2 separate regions of the Sus scrofa genome follow, and region 1 is linked to region 2. A link is a contact called in public HiChIP or PLAC-seq data. All regions are on one chromosome and are shown on one strand. The core of a region is the stretch at or near the end of the contact, and the rest is flanking DNA. Distances in the headings are between cores, read along the strand shown.

Evidence for each region. HiChIP or PLAC-seq counts read pairs in DNA pulled down with a chosen protein or histone mark.
Region 1: an H3K27ac HiChIP or PLAC-seq map of alveolar macrophages shows a contact between it and region 2. The contact joins two enhancer-like sites. A contact is called at or near these places in 1 of 47 Hi-C or Micro-C datasets (embryonic fibroblasts) and 1 of 2 datasets of contacts at active chromatin or transcription factors (alveolar macrophages).

The regions. Positions count from the first base shown.
Region 1 is chr1:121,307,470-121,311,261 of Sscrofa11.1, forward strand. USP8 (ubiquitin carboxyl-terminal hydrolase 8) reads right to left here. Exons shown (of 21, transcript XM_021095635.1): 19 at 1,874-2,006; 20 at 1,515-1,706. The coding sequence ends at 1,521. Among named protein-coding and RNA genes, the nearest start is that of USP50, 36 kb to the left of the region's middle. Within about 2 kb of position 1,527, at least 1 of the 83 cell types and tissues checked has an H3K27ac peak or open chromatin away from gene starts, as enhancers often do. A contact at or near this core is called in alveolar macrophages, where this site is marked.
Region 2 is chr1:121,157,863-121,161,355 of Sscrofa11.1, forward strand. TRPM7 (transient receptor potential cation channel subfamily M member 7) reads left to right here. Exons shown (of 39, transcript XM_021095614.1): 2 at 2,891-2,970. Among named protein-coding and RNA genes, the nearest start is that of TRPM7, 14 kb to the left of the region's middle. Within about 2 kb of position 1,564, at least 5 of the 83 cell types and tissues checked have an H3K27ac peak or open chromatin away from gene starts, as enhancers often do. A contact at or near this core is called in alveolar macrophages, where this site is marked.

The sequences.
Region 1 (3,792 bases), core at 277-2,776, 150 kb after region 2:
CTTTAATCTCAGACTACTTGTGGTACATGAAGTCGTCAGTTTCACAATTCAAAACCTATCCTTTCATCTTCTTCCTGGGAGTCCACTAGTGGTGACATCTTTTAGAAGCACCTTTAGAATTTTGTTTTTATATGGAGTGTTTATATTGATTTTATCTGTAACAACTGAGTCCCTGAGGTAAGTGAAATTCTAAGCTCCTCTGTTCCTATTAATAAATCACTTTTTTTTTTTTTCCACTTTTTAGGGCTGCACCCATGGCATATGGAAGTTCCCAGGCTAGAGGTCGAATCAGAGCTACAGCCACCAGCCTACACCGCAGCCACAGCAACTTGAGATCCGAGCCATGTCTGTGAGCTACATCACAGCTCTCGGCAACACCAGATCCTTAACCCACTGAGTGAGGCCAGGGATTGAACCCATGTTCTCGTGGATACTAATCAGATTAGTTTGCCCTGTGCCACAACGGGAACTCCAAATGCATCACTTTATAAAGATGTGGTTTATAATGCAGTTTTGCAGTCATGCCTGACTCTTTTTTTTAAAATCTTAATCCAAAGAATTCTACACTCTTGATAGAATAAGTCTGGTTTTATTATATCTGACTCCCAATCCTGAGACTCGTAAGTGTTATATGTAGTTCGGGGTCAAGATGAAGGAAGAGTGGAATCAACTGATGTAACAGAGTAAGCGAACTAAATTCTAAGTCACTGTAGTGGGATAAAGTGTGTGTATGTGTGTATAAAATCTTTAGTTATTCTGTCCTATGTGTGATAATATAAAATTAAAGACAGAACACTTACAGGATTTTAAATTATTTTTCTCATTAAGATTTTAATGTAGGTGTAAATGAAAATTCTCATTTTAAAAAATTAAAGAAAAGTTTCCATTTATTTTTTTAGAATAAAGGTTTAGTGCACAAATACAGCCCAAAGCCAACAGAAAAAGAGCTTTGCCCTGTCATTTCCCTAAGAAAGCACTGCAGTTACTCAGGATAGGCCAAAAGGAAGAAAAAAAAAGCAATCCTCTGAGATCTAGGCTTCACAAAAGGACCACATATTATACTATGTACATCGATTTGATGTGCAAGTGTGCAATAAATATATACACATACATTCCTATCTGCTTTACATCATTCTAGAGTATTCATAGATCAAGCTGAGATTTGGAAATGTGAAAAGGCCATAACAGTGAAACGGAAAATAAAGGATACAATGGTTTTTAGACCAGCAGAATAATAATGCTTAGCTAGTTAATTATTTTAACTCTAGAGCAAACTTAAAAAGTTTTTTTGAAATAAATGGTACCTGTCAGGAATGCTTACTGCAATACTTGTTAAATTTTACTGGTCAGATTTTTGATTAATAGCACTGACCTAAAATATATGGTGATAGTAACACAGCTCTCACTGTCCTAGAATTCCCTTACATGGCCAGCCATAGCGATCCGGTATCTTTATAAGCATTTCAAGGGCTGTATTGCTCAGCCTGTTAAAAGATAACTAGCTTATAACCTACTTCTCCTTATGTGGCAACATCAGTTACTCGTGGTCCCAATGACGTATAAAAGAGGATATAAGCTGCTGAAGATTTCACAGAAGAAATGGAGATATCAGAAACTTCGTGATCATCAAATTTAAACCATCGCTGTCTTGCTGCATTTTTACAATAGGCAGTGTAGTGACCTCCATCCAGTCCACCATAGTGATTCTGTGCCAAAAAGGTAGAAAACCCATTTAAGTTGAATTATTTAAAATATGTCAATAATTTCAAAGCCTTTTGTTATTCTTACTTTCCTATGAGGTAAGCAACTGCTTGAAACTTTCTTTTTTAGTTTGTTTCAAAAGAAAAAGTATTTAGTTCAAAGAGATACTTACCGAAACAGAAAATAAATTGTATTTCTTTAAATTGTTCTTTGGACCAATAACATACTGTGCCAAGTCAAGATTTTCTAACGGGAAGTCCACAGATGTCTGTAATTTTTGCTTCCACCTACCATCATAGGAAAAACTGCAGAGCAAAACATTACAGCAATTACAAACCAAAAACATCAGAATGAACCCTAATTAATTAATTAACATCTAGATTTTTAGACAGGATAAGATCTATTTCAAATACATACTCAGAATTTTGATAATGGAAGGACCTGTTAAAGACACTTGGTTTTGGAGTTCCCATTGTGGCCCAGTAGAAACGAATCCGACTAAGAACCATGAGGTTGCGGGTTCGATCCCTGGCCTCACTCAGTGGGTTAAAGATCCAGTGTTGCTGGGAGCTGTGGTATAGGTCACAGACGTGGCTTGGATCCAGCATTGCTGTGCCTCTGGCATAGGCCAGCGGCTACAGCTCCAATTCAACCCCTAGACTAGGAACCTCTATATGCCACAGATGTGGCCCTAAAAAGACAAAAAGACAAAAAAAAAAAAAAAAAAAAGGAAAAAAGAAAAGATACTTAGTTTCATTTCCGGCTTACAAATGAAGAAACTGAAGTGCACAGATATTAAATGGTCTTGTCGCAGGTCAAATAGCTGGAGTGGTAGAAGTAGGGCCACACCTAGGTCCCATAATCCCTAGGCCAGCAAGAGCTATTAGTTGAGTCTTCTACAGACATCAAGTTATGAAAACCCCCCACTTCTAACACTAATCACTGCAAAAGTACAGGGGATCAACAGAGGAGCGTTGCTCCAAATTTCAACTTGTACTTTTGGGGAAATTGGAGCTGGAAATCGTGGGCACTTAGAACAGTGATTGAAATAATGGCATTCCATTACCCTGGCATACTCTGCTTCTTTAAACATCAAAAACTGGTATTTTGGTTGGTGTAATATGGTTATTTCAGAATTATTATGTTTTTCTCTTTTGGCACCCCACGGTAATATGGAGTTCCCGGGCCAGGGATCAGATCTGAGCCACAACTGAGACCTACACCCCAGGTCAGCTACAGTAATGCCTCATCCTTTAACTCACTGTGCCAGGCTGGGATTGAACCTGAGAGCTGGTGCTGCGGAGATGCTGCCAATCCTGCTATGACACAGCAGGAACACAGTTTTTTTTTTTTTTTTAAATGAATCCTGGGGAGTTCCCAGGTGGCCTAGCAATTAAAGGATACGATGCCATCACTGCTGTGGCTCGGGTTCAATCCCTGGCCCAGGAACTTCCACATGCTGAGGGCACAGCTACAAAAGGGAAAGGAAAAAATACCAGGTGGAAAAAAGAGAGTAAACAAACCTAAAAGCAAAACAATTGAATTCTGAATTGAATTTATATTTTTAGATATTCTCCATGAATAACAAACAGCATTAAAAATTTTAACAGAACAGGAGTTCCCGCCATTGGTTCAGTGGGTTAAGAACCCGACTGCAGTGGCCCCAGTCCCTACAGAGTTGTAGGTCCCACCCCCTGTCCAGCACAGTGGGTTAATAAAGGATCCTGTGTTGTCACAGCTGTGGTTCAGATTCAACCCCTGGCCCAGGAACTTCCATTTGCCATGGGTGCGGCTATAAAATTTTTTTTAGCAGAACAAATGTGTAATCATTTATACCTCCATGATCCTCAAGAAGAAGACAAGTGATGCAACAAGATTCTGCTAGGAAATTTATACAAGAAGAATTTGAACATGCCAATGTTGAAATTAACATATGTAACTGCCTAAGGAGTTCCCGTCGTGGCGCAGTGGTTAACGAATCCGACTAGGAACCATGAGGTTGCGGGTTCGGTCCCTGCCCTTGCTCAGTGGGTTAAGGATCTGGCGTTGCCGTGAGATGTGGTGTAGGTTGCAGACGTGGCTCTGGCGTAG
Region 2 (3,493 bases), core at 314-2,813:
AAAGACCTGAAGGAGGTGATAGAATGAAAGTAGTGAAGCAGATGCAGAGGTGCAGAGCAGTAGAACCTTAGAAGTTACTGTAAGGACTTTGGCTTTTATAAAACTCTTTTGAGTAAATATAATGACATATTTTAAAAGAATTACTTCGTCTCTTGAGGAATAAACTGCAAGTTTGCAAGGGTGGCATGACCGATTTCTGGAGTAAACCAGGCAAGAGGTGATGATGGCTTGAATCAGGGTAGTAGCAGTGGAAGTGTGAGAAGCGAGTGGATTCTAGATGTGTTTTGGAGGCAAGCTGACAGGTTTTGTCATGGGATTATATATGAAGTATATTAAAAGAGGAAATCAAAAATAACACTAAGATTTTTTGCCTTAAAAAAATACAACTAGAAAATAGACTTAATATTTACTGAGCTGGGGAAGACTGAGAAAGATGAGCTCAGTTTTGTCCAGGTTAAGTTTGAGATGCCTATTAGACATCAAAATGAAGCTGTTGAGTAGGCAGTTGGATATGTGTGAGCTTGGAGTTCAGGGAAAGGTTTGACATGGAAATATATAGAGTCATCCAGTGTATTGATGGTAAACTGGGTGTGAGCACTAAAAGAGTGAATTTAATTGGAGAAAAGAAGTCCAAAGATTAGGGAGAGGAGGAAAAACTAAAAGAGATAAAAGGAGTAGCCAGTGAAGGGATAAAAGGAGTAGCCAAAGATTAGGGAGAGGAGGAAAAACTAAAAGAGATAAAAGGAGTAGCCAGAAAAGCTGATGAAAAAGTTTTAAGATGAGAATGATTGATTTTGTTAAATGCTGCTGATATATCAATGAAGATGGTCCTCTACTGTATATAGCACAGGGAACTATGTCTAGTCACTAATGATGGAACATGATGGAGGACAATGTAAGAAAAAGAATGTGTAATATGTATGTATGTATGACTGGGTCACTTTGCTGTACAGCAGAAATTGACCGAACAATGTAAATCAACTATAATAGAAAAAAAATAAAAGCCTAAAAAAGAAGATGAGTCCTGAAAGTTTGATCTTTGGATTTAGAGAAAGTCATTGGTGATGTCTTCAGAGCTAATTTCAGGAGAGTGGTTTCCTTGAAAGCCAAACTGGAATGAGTTTTAGAAAGTGTAGAAGAGGGAAACACTTTCCAGTGATCTTTACTGTAGATGGAGGCAGAAACATGGTGTGTTAGCTTGAGGGACAAGTTGAGTCAAGCAAAGATTTGTTGTGTTTAAAATGGGGAGTATAATATATAGCATGTTGCATGCAGATGGAAATGAGTTAATAAGGAAAAAAAGGGAGACTTGATAGAGAGTTAGTAAGGATATGAAGTCTAGGGCACAGGAGGTATGGCTAGACTTAAATAGGAGCACAGTCATAGGAAGGAAGGCAGAATGGGTGGGTATAAATACTCATTGATGGACAGATATGGTAGAAGTTTATAGAAGTTTTCTTCTTGTTGCTTCAATTTTCTCATTGAAATGGAAAGTAGGTGGGAGTTCCTGTTGTGACTCAGCAGATTAAGAACCCAACGAATATTCACTAGGATGTGGGTTTGACTACTGGCCTCACTCAGTGGGTTAAGGATTTGGTGTCCTCATGGATAGTAGTCGGGTTCATTACTGCTGGGCCACAGTGGGAACTTCTGCCTTTTTTTTAAAAAATTTTTACCAAAAACACTATATGAAACAAGGAACAGACTAGTGAAAACTTGGAGTAAATATTTTTTGTGACAATTATGACTTAGGTTAACAGGCTCTGCCCACTTACTGTATAGAAAAAATTATGTAAAACGTATTAAAAGTTATACAATCCAAATGGATAAGCAGTGAGATCCTGCTGTATAGCACTGGGAACTATATCTAGTCACTTATGATGGAGCATGATAATGTGAGAAAAAAGAATGTATGCATTTGTGTGTAACTGGGTCATCTTGCTGTATGGTAGATAATTGACAACACTGTAAACCAGCTATAATGGAAAAAATAAAAATTATTATTAAAAAGTTATGCATCCCAATATTTTCTTATTAATATAAGACAGTGAATTTAAATGGACTCTAACAGCTTGGAAAAGACAAGGCCAATGTCTCATGGAAGTGTTTTAACATCTTTTCAAATTTCTCAGTGGAGGCTAATGCTTTTATCTCTTCCCCCAAATTTTAAGAATACTATGGATCTTGTTGAAAGGCTAATGAACACAAGGGTCTTGATGTTATTATTAATCGTTTTCTTTAACTTGACCTTTGTTACAATTGTCTCTGCTTCATTTCTATGTATAAAGCCCTACTTATCCTAGAAATGTACCATGTTGTTCAGCAACTGGTCAAAAAAGATTCTGACAGCAAAAAGAAATTCTATGCATAGAAATGTTTTCTAAATTATAAAATCTTACAAAAATATAAGGTATTGTCATTATCTTGAGTAATAGGGATCAGTAAGAACTTTTAAGATTTCCTAAAGGTAAAACTTGTAATGAAAGATTATGCTGATACTCCTTCTCCCCTTTAATTGCTTGAAAATTATAGCTAACGCACCACTTTGACAATCACTTTTAATTGGTTTTTAAATGATCCACTTACCAGGATCATATCAGCCCCTCTTGAAGTTTTTGGCTCACAGTAGGAATCTCAAACTTGATTTCCCTTCTGTCTGGTTATTTGAAGCAAAAGTATCTGCATAGCACTGCTGATTTAGTAATGTTAATCTCAACTACATTTAAATGGAATGAATTTAATATTTTAGGTATGCTGTCATCAGTAAAAATGTATATAGTAAATATTTAGTGAATTAAAATATTAAATTATTTTGATGTACTTATCATTAAATTCTCCTTGTAATATTAGTGAGTTAATTTGTAAACTGTCTTTTTAAACTTTATTTTAGTCCCAGAAATCCTGGATAGAAAGCACTTTGACCAAGAGGGAATGTGTGTATATTATACCGAGTTCCAAAGACCCTCACAGGTAAGGATACTTTTCTTTCATTTAGGTTCTTCTAGAAATTTAGATGAAAATTATATCGGTGTTTGTTTATTAAAATAAATTATTTTTGCAATTACTCTTTTTATACTTACTGTTATTAATTCTTTTAGGATTAGAAGAAGGGGCTATCATTAGCAAGATATCAGCATTATGGAGTTTTTAATGACATTTCACAACATAAAATCTCTTCTTCAGTGTTGTACCATCCCTTATCTCTCCCACATTGTACTAGTGTATTATAAAAGGTAGAACAGTTAAGGCTCTTTTTAAAAAATTGATGGACTGGAGTTTTCGTCATGGTGCAAAGGAAACGAATCCGACTAGGAACCATGAGGTTGCGGGTTCGATCCCTGGCCTCTCTCACTGGATTAAGGATCTGGTGTTGCTGTGAGCTGTGGTGTAGGTTGCAGATGCAGCTTGGATCTGGTGTTGCTGTGGCTCTGGTGTAGGCTGGCAGCACCAGCTCCAGTTAGACCCCTAGCCTGGGAACCTCCATATGCCGCGG